Regions from separate parts of the Sus scrofa genome. Here all the other regions are linked to region 2. Evidence: chromatin contacts called from public HiChIP or PLAC-seq data. All regions are on one chromosome and are shown on one strand. The core of a region is the stretch at or near the end of the contact, and the rest is flanking DNA. Distances in the headings are between cores, read along the strand shown.

Region 1 (3,657 bases), core at 872-3,371, 700 kb after region 2:
TCCAGACATACAAGTTTTCAACTCCCTCAAAGTTCCTTGTCCTTGAGTGGAAAGATTTTTTTATTGAGCTTTTTATTAGCTGACAAATCAATACTAAGCTTGTAGAAATCTTTAGAGGCAACCATTACAGATCCACTGATTGACCTCTGAATTTGTCTAAGAAAATGGCAAGAATATCCCAGGTTTCCTCCTGGCAAGATTTGCAGTACTATCTCTAACTGTCTCTATTTCTTAGCATTTATCTTCAAAGTCCTGTCTGTCATGCTCACCATTTTCATGCCAAACCTACCCATCTCCAGCCTCGGCAAGAAGGCAGCAGTCGTCAGCGTTCCTGCTGCCTCTCTTCTGAAAGTTCTCCACGTGCCCAGTGCTCCCTCCAGGGCTTTAGAAGACCAGAGGGAGGCCTTCTGGCTGCTTGTCTGAACTACTATCTTTGTTCACTGCAGAAAAATAGAGACTGGAGCCTTGGATGCTGGGCTGCCCTGATAAAGAGGGTCTTTCCCATTTTTCTGAAGTCCTTCCTCAATCCCTCTTTATCCTAAACAACAGACGACTAAGCTCTCTGGCCTCAGCACTTTCCCAGCCTCCCACGCATTGCTCAGTTAATCACCAATAAAAATTAAAATCTCACCAATGCTGGTAAGAACTTAGTAAGTTTTATGACTCCATATTATCCAAACTGTTCTGGAAAGCAAGAAGGAAGAGCCATTAACTAACTCCCTGACTCAGTATTTTCAGGTCTGGAAATCTAACCTAGAAAAATAATCCATGGTTAAATTATAGTATACCCACTCAAAGCAGTCATTAAAAGGAGACAATACAGCAAGAAGGAAAACTCTACCTCAAAAAGGGAAATTGAAAGGTTGGAAAAAAAATACCCTACGACTGCAACTGCTGTTGCATTGCCATGATGGAGCCCTTGAGGCAGTAACACTTACACCAAATATGATTTATACTCTGACTTCTTATGGTTTCATCTTCACAGTAGTAGGAGAAAACAGGATCTGGCTAAATCTCCCTATCCCCATAGACTCAATAAAACATTTGTCAAATGACTACACAGATATTCAAACCGTTTCCCCCTAGGAATTCTCAGAGTCTTAAAACACAAGTCATTAAGCACCTACTGGCAGGCCCTATACGGGGGGGGGGGGGGTTCTCATTTATTATTTAATTCTCACAACAAGCCCACAAGCAGGTATCATAGCCTTAATTGTTCATATGAAGAAACAGGTACTCTGACATACGAAGTCACTACCCAAAGTCATACAGGGGTGTCAGAGCCAAGAGTCAAGCATCCAAACATGCGATGTTCTTAGTATTTTTGTAACCTTAGACCCAAGCGAAATGTCACAATTAAACCCATCTCGAACCAACCCAATTGGTTATGTCCAATTGGCGTGATCGCATTGTCACTGGAGACCTTTCCTGTGATCTATCACAGATCCTGGTACAACAATCACCCTGCTTTCCGGGTGTGAGCTGCACGTTATTAAAATGCTTTCACTAAATCCTAAGAGTCCAAAGCTTTGCATAACAAAAGACTGTCACAAAAAGGAGAGGGCTGGATGTCCCCCCAAGACCAACAAGGCTCCCATCTTTGTTAATGGGCCGAATGGGCTGTCACGCAGCATCCTATCGGTGGTGAGGTGGCCGCGCCCCGCGCCGGAGTCACAGGAAACCTCGCTCTCGCAACCTCACCTTGAGAGTCTCGTAGGCGGTGGCCACCAGCAAGAAGGCCTCCTCCGGGCTCTGGGGCATCCATCCGGGGCCCTCGTCGCCTGGCTCCGGCCGGTAGCGGTCCGGGTGGTAGCGCCGGGCCAGCTGGCGGTAGGCCCGCGCGATCTCCGCCTTGCCCGCCGTGCGGCTGACGCCCAGGACCTCGTAGCAGTCCCGCGTGCCGCAGTAGAGACCCTCCACCAGGGCCCCCGCGGGCCGCGCCAGCAGCAGCGCCAGCAGCATGGGCGGCAGCAGCACCAACCAGCGCCGGCCGGCAGCCCGGACTCCCCGGCGCAGAGCTAGCGGCCCCGCCATCCCGGCTCGGCCGTGGCTGCAGTGCCCCAGCCGCACTCCCGCACTCGGCGGCGCGCCCGGCTCTGCCTCCGGGCCCAGCTCCACGTCAGCAGGCGGAGCTTACGCGCAGGCGCACGGGACGCGGCTGCCGCAACCACTTCCTTTACGACTGTGGCCAGGGGAGCCGGACGCTTCAGGCCCCCGCCAGCTTCCGGTGTCTTTGACCGCGCTCCTAGTCCCAGTGGCTTGAGGATTTGTTCTCAGTTGGAGAGACCGTAAGGATGTCAGTGTCTGACGTGCACTTAACCAGTGTGTGCAGAGCGCTTTACTGTCCACAGTGCCCTTCCCACCAGTCTTTTAGGCATCCTGACTTCACCTGCTGAAATTGGTCGTCCGGCTCTCTTGCCATCTGGATGTCAAGATGTGTACCCAAGGTCTCCTCACTAACCCCACTCTGCCTTTTCAAAAGGAAGCTGAACTTAGAGATTCCAGTCGCTATCCTGCCTTAAAGTTCATGGCCATTTACTGCCGGGTTTCTCAGACTCCACATTATGACATTTGGACTGGATAATTCTTTGCCTTGCAAGGCCTGTCCCATGCATTGGAAGATGTTTAGCAGCATCGTGGACACTACAGACCAAATCCCAGTTGTACCACCCGAGTCGTGACAATCAAAAATGTCTCCAGGTATTCTCAAATGTATTCTGGGGGTAGGGCTGCCAGAAACAAATAGTGGTTGCTCAGTTAAATTTGTATCTCAAATAAACAAATTTCTAGTGTACTATACCCAAATATTGCATGGACTGTGTAGCACAAGAACTTTGCTTTAAAAAGGGTTGTTTCTGGAGTTCCCATTGTGGTGCAGTGGTTAACGAATCCGACTAGGAACCATGAGGTTGCGGTTTCGATCCCTGCTCTTGCTCAGTGGGTTAACGATCCGGCGTTGCCGTGAGCTGTGGTGTAGGTCGCAGACGCGGCTCTGATCCCACGTTGCTGTGGCTCTGGCGTGGGATGGCAGCTACAGCTCCGATTCGACCCCTAGCCTGGGAACCTCCATATGCCAAGGCAGCGGCCCAAGAAATGGCAAAAAGACATCAAAATAAAATAAAAAGTGTTGTTTCTGTCATTCACTCAGTAAATACTTACTGAGTCTTTACTATGAGCTAGGCACCGTTGTAGGCTCTGGGCATATAGTAGTGAGCAGGGCAGACAAGATTCTTGGTTTCAGGAAGTATATATTCTGCTGGAGAATGATAAACAAGGAGTTCCCCCTTGTGGCTCAGTGGTAATGAACCCGACTAGTCTTCTTGGGGATGCAGGTTTGATTCCTGGTCCCGCTCAGTGATGTAGGAATCCAGTGTTGCTGTGAGTTGTGGTGTAGGCCGACGGCTGCAGCTCCGATTCAGCCCCTAATCTGGGAACTTCCATATGCCACGAGCATGGGCTTAAAAAGAGAGAGAATGATAGGCAATAAACAAGCAAATGAACTATAAAACAAAATTTTTGAGAAAATGAAACAGCGTAAAGATAAATATATAATATTATATAAGCATATTTACACTGTGTGTGTATGTATGCATATGATATACATGAATGTATAACATATTAAGAGATATAGAATCAATAGAAACACATAGGAGAGTA
Region 2 (3,512 bases), core at 951-3,450:
CCACAAGTACAGCCCTGAAAAAGAAAGAAAAAAAAACAAAAAAACAAAAAAAAACCCACCACATCTTGTGTATGTATAACATTCCCTTCAACATGAAAGGTAGCACACACAGTGCTAAAGTGATTGATTGATTTATTTATGTTGGCCAGGGCGGGCAGTGGCTTGATGTGGCATCTTAGTGCCCAGACCAGGTATTAAACCCAGGCCACAGTGGTGAAAGCGCTGAATCCTAACCACTAGAACACCAGGGAACTAACTCCCTTAAAATGATCTTTTAAATGTAAATATTTAGATCAAAATGTCCCAATTATCTGCTTTAAAAAGCCCTATCCCTAGCAGATGCAAACCATTACATACAGGAAGGCTAAACAATAAGGTCCTACTGTATAGCACAGGGAATTACATTTAATATCCTGTGATAAACCATAACAGAAAGGAATATGAAAAAGAATGTATATATGTATATAACTGAATGTGTATATATATGTATAACTGAATCTCTGCTGTACAGCAGAAATTAACCCCCCCACCCCCGCTTTTTAGGGCTGCACCTGTGTCATATGGAGGTTCCCATAATCAGAGCTATAGCTGCTGGCCTACACCACAGCCACAGCAACAACAGGATCCAAGCAGATCTGCGACCTACACCACATCACCACATCACCTACACCACATCTCACAGCAACACCAGATCCTTAACCAGGGACTGAACCCATGTCCTCATGGATACTACTTGGGTTCATTACCCACTGAGCCACAACATTTTAAATCAACTATACTTCAAAAAAATATATTTTTAAGGAAAAAAAAAAAAAAAAAAGGCCTCTTTGCCTTTGGTCTAGTTGGACTGATTCCCAGTAGGATAAAGAACATGTTCATGCTCAAAGTCTCAGGCATTGGCAGAAAGAAAGGCAAAGGCAGCTTTCCTCTTAACCTGAAGACTGGATCTCAACTACTAAAACCCCTCCATCTCAAGAAAAAAAGTTTCCAAATTCATCAGTACCACTGGAGGATGACTAAAACTTAACCTACACTACAATTCTCCAAAATTCTCTGGTACCTCAAAATTCTGGTAAATGTGATGAAACTTTTATTTTTAAGACAGAAAAGCAATCACAAAAAGTTCATTTAAAAGTTCATTTAAAAAAATAAACATCAAAGAATAACCAGGAATATTCTGAAAAAAAAAATCCAAATGTGGCAGGATTTTCCAAGATCTAAAATATTTTATAAAACTAGAGCAGTTAATGTAGTTTGGTACTGGTAACATGAATACAGTCCAAAGTAACAGAATAAAAAAATGAATAAACAGTGAGTTTTCTAACTCACTTCCTATGCCAAAATATTATGCAAAACAGTACATCATTTCAGGAAAATAAAAATCTGAATGGAAAAAAAAATCATACAAAAATACTAGAATATTTACAAGTTAAAAAACAAAACAATTTAAGATGACAACAGCTTACAGCTTTGTCACAAAAACACAAAAGCCTTAAAAGAACAGATTGATTCCTGGTGGTGCAGTGGGTTTAAGATCCAGGTTGTCACTGCCATGGCCTGGGTCCCATCCCTGGCCTGGGAACTTCCACATGCCTTGGGCCTGGCCAAAAGAAAAAGTTCTCTCGAAAGATACCCATACTTTAAGATTAGTTTAATTTGTTAGTAAAGTCTCTGTGTAAACACCTCATCCTTTTATTCTTCCAGAACTGAGCGTTCGGAACAAGAGGAGAATCATTAGGTGTCCCTGTGACCTTTCACCTAGAACTCAAAGGCCTGCAGCAAGGCCGCTATTGCAAGACAGCTATTGCTAAGCCGAAGGTGGGACGCGCTCTTGGGGCGGCGGGGTACCTCGCTCAGAATTCTTTACCTGTGGAAGAGGTTTTAACATGGCTGTCATCCCGAAGTAGTCAACTTTGCGTTACTTTTCATGAGTTACCGCAGAGTCGAAGAATCCCGCGGCCAGCGTGGGGCAGCGTTCCAGACCGCGCCGGGCAGCTGCTTTAATCCTCCCACCGCGGGGGTCGGGCCACCCAAGCCATCTACTCCGGCTCCACCTAGCCCCGCACTCCGCCCGGCCTGGTCCCTTCCCCGTGGCGCTCGCATCCTCTTACCCGGTGTTGGGCAACATAACTTCCGCGGACCAGAGTCGGTGGCAACAACCGCCACAGGAAGGAATACTGCAAATAGAAGCTGACTTTCTGCTCCGCATTTAGCCCCGCTCCATCCCCGCCCCCTAGGGCCCCGCCCCAAGGCCTGCGGGAGAATTGAGTGCTCCAAAGAGCGGAAGGGGGCTGAGTGCGCCTGCGCACGCAGTTGTCCTCTTTGGCGCTAATTTCCAGCTCCCCCCGCCTGGCCCCTGGAAACCGGCTCTGTGCGCAAGCGCTCTGAGAGACAACTCTGCCCCACCCCGCGTGCGGGGCTCTACGGGGACAATCGGTGCCTACCCCGCGTCTGGAGTAGTGGTGCGTCAGCCGCTCAGTACGCCCTCCCCAGGGCTGTGAACGGTTTCTCGCCCCTGTGCTGAGTGCCTTTGCCGGCGGGATGACCCTTTGAGTCGTGCAGCAGGGACCTGGAGGGCTGAGGTGCAGCTTCTCAGCGGATTTTTGGCTCTCTCTCCACAATGGCACCTGGGCGCCTGCCCGGCTGCACGCGCGCCTTCAGAGGCACTTCTTAGGAATTGCTTTTCCTCGGCAGATAAGCACCTTCTCCCAGAAGCCGGCCAGCGTCGCAGTTCAACTCTGCCACCGAATTTGGACTAACGCCGGTAGGCCGATAGATAGATAAAGAAAGCCCTTGGAGAAGGGCAGCTTCTGGATCAGACCTCTATACACACTAATCGTGCCGAAGAACTCAGAGTTAACCTGGATTTTGCGACTCTTAGCCAGTATCTCGGTGAGGAAATTCCCAAATTCGGTGGGATAAAGTGAATTCTGGGAGCCAGTATTGCTTTTGGTATCCTTGGACATAGCTCAGCAACCCTAATGAACTAAAGACTGGCATAATATTTTTAGGGAGATGTGAAGAAATTCTGTTTTTGAAGAGGTAGAGCAGGATGACGAGGTTGTTTTATGAAGACTGGTTAAAGAAACTAGTCTGAAGCTAGGATATGTACTATCCCTTTTATTACAAGCCCTAAATATCTCTATTTGCTCATTTATGTATCTTGCCAGTCTCATAGGCATTTGAATTTGTCATGTATGATAAGGTCCTTAGAAACTCCGGAGGAATTTACTTACTCAAATATTAGCACCTACTGTGTGCTGGTCACTGGAGATACAGCAGGGCAAAAAAGGTAAGGCCTCGGCCTATGTAGGAGGAATGAGTAACCAATGTTTTTTAGACCTGTAAATATTAGGTGTTTTAGAAAGTGCATTGGTAGGGACTGTTAGATGAAAAAACCTTCCACTCCTTAAAGAAAATGAAGACCACCTACAGAATGGAAAATATATATATATACTTGCAAGCCATATATGTCTTATAAGGTCTAGTATCCAAAATGTATGAAGAATGCT
Region 3 (3,329 bases), core at 682-3,181, 670 kb after region 2:
AAAAAAAAAAAGCCAATCAATCTCCTTATCTGTGTCTTGACCCAGAACCCAGAATCACAGGGTGTCCAGGGATGTGCCTGCTGGCGGGGGGGGGGGGGGGGGGGGGGGGTGGGGGGGTGGGGGGGTGGGGTGGGGGTGGGGGGGGTGGTTCCTCTCCCATTCTCAACAGCACTCTCTCCCCCATCCTCCACCCTTGTGACTCCATTAGTTCCCTTTCTTCCCTCCTAGAAGAAAACTTGGCTTCCTATTTCACAAAGATAACTGTCATCATACCCTCCTTAAGCCCGTATCTGGAAACATCTATGTTTACACATATACTTCCTCCTTTCTTCCTGATTCAGAAGGTGCCCCTCCAATCCCAGGCCCCCCACAAACTCTGTCTCTACCTCCAGTTTTCCTTCTCCATTTGTTTCTCCCCCTTGACCTAAAAATAGTTTGTTCCTTCCTCTCAGCCTCAAAATACAGCTTTTCATTTTCTAAATCGAAAGTTTCCTCTTTAAAACGAGTTTTTTCAAAAAAAATCTGCTTACCCTGTTACAATCTAGATCCCACTTCTACTACTACATGTCCCTGAAACGTCTGCATTCCACAACTCTCTCTTTACCTTCTTTAATTGTTTCCACAACACATACTCTCCGAAATTATTTTATTTATTGGTTCATGTGTTTATCGTTTATCTTCCCCATTAGAATCACCATATTCTGAATACCTAGGATAGGGTGTGGTACAGAGAAAAGGCATTACTGAGGTTCACGGAATATCACAACGGTGTTCGTTCATTCACCACACACAGTCTACGAAAAAATGATCTATGCTTGTTGCTAACCACAATTACACAACAAATGCTTTTTCATCAACTGACTAAATAATGGACATGTTGACTAAGTCCCACATCTATGAAAACCCCATCTTCCTTCCCCACTTCGGTAACCTTGCTTTCTCTTGCTCCTGCTCTTCTCGAGACCACCTCTTTCGGTCGGTCCCTGGGTTCCACGATCTGGTCTCTTTCTACAGTTTTCACCCTTGTATGTTCTTTCGGTTTTGTTCTCTTGAGTTTCAGCCCAGGCTGCCAAACACCTCCTGGGCATCCCCTCAAAGTCCACGTATCCGAAACTAGATGCATCAGATGATCTCCTCTGTCTACCGTAGCGAATGGCAACGCCATCCATCCCACCAGGCCAGAAACCCGAGCAGCGCCCTCCTCCTCCCTCATCCTATCAACCCATCACCAAGGCCCGTCGGTGCAGTCGCCTCCGCAGCTCTGGACCCCATCCTCCCGCACCAGCCGAATCCCGGCCACTAGCGCGTCCCCCGCGATCCCGGTGTCCTCGCGTCGGCCCCGCACCCGAGTCACTGTGTCCACATCACTGAAACGAGACCGCCCCCGGGGCTCTCGGTCCCGGACAACCCTCGCGAGGACAGGCGCGTCTCCCCGGCGCCCCCAGGCCGGTCGACCCGCCTTGGGCCCCCCGCGTCCCCGCCTCTCACGGGCGCCTGGGTTCAAGCCGCCACCGCGCGGCCCCCGACCCAACGAGGCCGAACCGAAAGCAACGTCCTCTGGGCGGCTCACCCGTCCCGCCGCTGCTCCGCGGACCCTGCGGGCTCGCTCGCCAACGGGCGGGTCCCGCAGCCCCCGGCTCCGGCGCGGCCTCCTCTTCTCCGGCCCACAGATGCCGGGGCGGGGCGGGAGCGGGCGGTTTCCACGCCCCGAGGCCAGGCGCTGGCGAGGGCCTCACCTTGATCCTCTCCACGCTGGCCTCCAGCTTGAGCTGCTCCACCAGGCGCTGCAGGGCGCTCACGCTGGCCCCGGAAGACATGGCGGCGACCTGGACTGCGGGCGGGCGGCCGGGCGCCGGCAGATAACGAGGCCCAGAGGCTCGGCACCGCCCCGGGGCGGGGAAGCCGCTGCGCCCGGCCCCGCCCCGCCGCCGGAGCCCCGCCCCGCCCCGCCCCGCCGCGGGAGCCCGGCCCCGCTCCGCCCCGCCGCTCCGCAGCTCCCCGCGTTGACACAGACGCCGCAGGTAAGCGACACCTTGGGGTTCCGAGTTGCCTGACACTTAATTCTGCCTTCTAAACTCTGTCCCCTGTGGCGCGTCGCCCCCCACGCAGGGGCGCTCACCTCCTCCACATCGAAGCTTCTAGGGCTTTGGGAGGAGCAGGGGTGGGTGTAGAGTGTGGGAATGGAGAAAGCAAAGACGCGTGCCTGGTGAACCAGAACTGGGACTGTGTGTGGCTGGGGCAAGGGGTGAAGTGAGTGGGAGAAATAAGCCAGACGTGAAGGCTTCTAAGCCCTGCGAGAGTGTTATCTCAGGGGGGGTGAGGATTGCCACGGAACAGAAACAGGTGTATACATTAGCCTGTTATTGTTTGGCGGGAGTCCTACCACGCGTTAGGGTTAGGAAGGTAAGCAGGGTAAAATCTCAGACCCTAACATCTTTGCGGAACGTAGAGAAGAAAATTAAATTCAGCCTTCTCACTCCCATCTGGCCCTTGAACTGTAACTATTGTTTCTGTTGTGCTGCATTTTCTTTTTTTATAGTGGACGTCCGTTTGTTTTACAAAACTGGAATCATTAGTATAAGTAAAGTGTGTATTATTTGTGGATTTTTTTCACTTAATGTGTTATGAATATTTCCTAATAATTCTTTCGCGCCTTTGTGTGTCAGTACCCACCTAAGTACTGCAAAAAGGTAACATACTAGCTTGTGTAACTGGAAAGCCCAGGAACTTTCAAATTTAATTGCTCAAATAATAGCTGTAGCACTCTCATTCTCCATCTCTCCGCTCTGCTTTTTCTGAGTGTTGACCTTGTTTTCTAGATGCTAAATAGACTCACTCCTCCTAGTGCCGTGAAGGAAGGTTCCATGCCTTCAGTGTCCCAGTTCAAGAAACCCAGGGATAGTAGCGCTTTTCTAGTTGTTACAGCAAAATCCCTCTGATGAATCTCACGGATCTTATTGAGTCACCTGTCCACCCCTGAACCAATCCCTATTTGAAGGCAAGGGTTTTGTAGTGTTGGAATGCTCAGACTAGCTGCACCAGGCCCAGAGCGGGATGAGAGGTGGGGTGAGCTAGTGGGTGCTGTGGTGTACCACCCAACTTCCCCATTTAGGACTAAGGTACTCCTTTCACCTGCTGGGAGTAGCAACCCGCTGATACCTCTCAGCTGAGTCCCCTTGGGAACTGCCCTTAGCCAGAGAGCCACCCTTCCTGGTGTCAGCTGTCACCCAGTGACTGATGTGAGGCTGTAGAAAATCTGAACCCCACCCTCCTTGCCTCGAGTTGGCACAACATTGAAAGACGATCCTAGCTCCAGTGCTCCACTCAGC

What was found. HiChIP or PLAC-seq counts read pairs in DNA pulled down with a chosen protein or histone mark.
Region 1: a contact with region 2 is called in an H3K27ac HiChIP or PLAC-seq map of skeletal muscle. The contact joins the promoter of LOC100515643 here to the promoter of HSDL2 in region 2. A contact is called at or near these places in 3 of 5 promoter capture datasets (fetal liver, fetal skeletal muscle and liver) and 2 of 2 datasets of contacts at active chromatin or transcription factors (alveolar macrophages and skeletal muscle).
Region 3: an H3K27ac HiChIP or PLAC-seq map of alveolar macrophages shows a contact between it and region 2. The contact joins the promoter of GNG10 here to the promoter of HSDL2 in region 2. A contact is called at or near these places in 2 of 2 datasets of contacts at active chromatin or transcription factors (alveolar macrophages and skeletal muscle).

The regions. Positions count from the first base shown.
Region 1 is chr1:252,424,821-252,428,477 of Sscrofa11.1, reverse strand. It overlaps LOC100515643 (dnaJ homolog subfamily C member 25), which reads right to left and starts at 2,121. Exons shown (of 4, transcript XM_021067479.1): 1 at 1,702-2,121. The coding sequence starts at 2,034.
Region 2 is chr1:253,123,160-253,126,671 of Sscrofa11.1, reverse strand. It overlaps HSDL2 (hydroxysteroid dehydrogenase like 2), which reads right to left and starts at 2,200. Exons shown (of 11, transcript NM_001197021.2): 1 at 2,112-2,200. The coding sequence starts at 2,128.
Region 3 is chr1:252,451,611-252,454,939 of Sscrofa11.1, reverse strand. It overlaps GNG10 (guanine nucleotide-binding protein G(I)/G(S)/G(O) subunit gamma-10), which reads right to left and starts at 1,931. Exons shown (of 3, transcript XM_021067494.1): 1 at 1,737-1,931. The coding sequence starts at 1,817. LOC110256067 (a long non-coding RNA gene) reads left to right here and starts at 1,945. Exons shown (of 2, transcript XR_002337286.1): 1 at 1,945-2,021. It overlaps LOC106509234 (a long non-coding RNA gene), which reads right to left and starts at 1,564. Exons shown (of 2, transcript XR_002337288.1): 1 at 1,283-1,564; 2 at 630-709.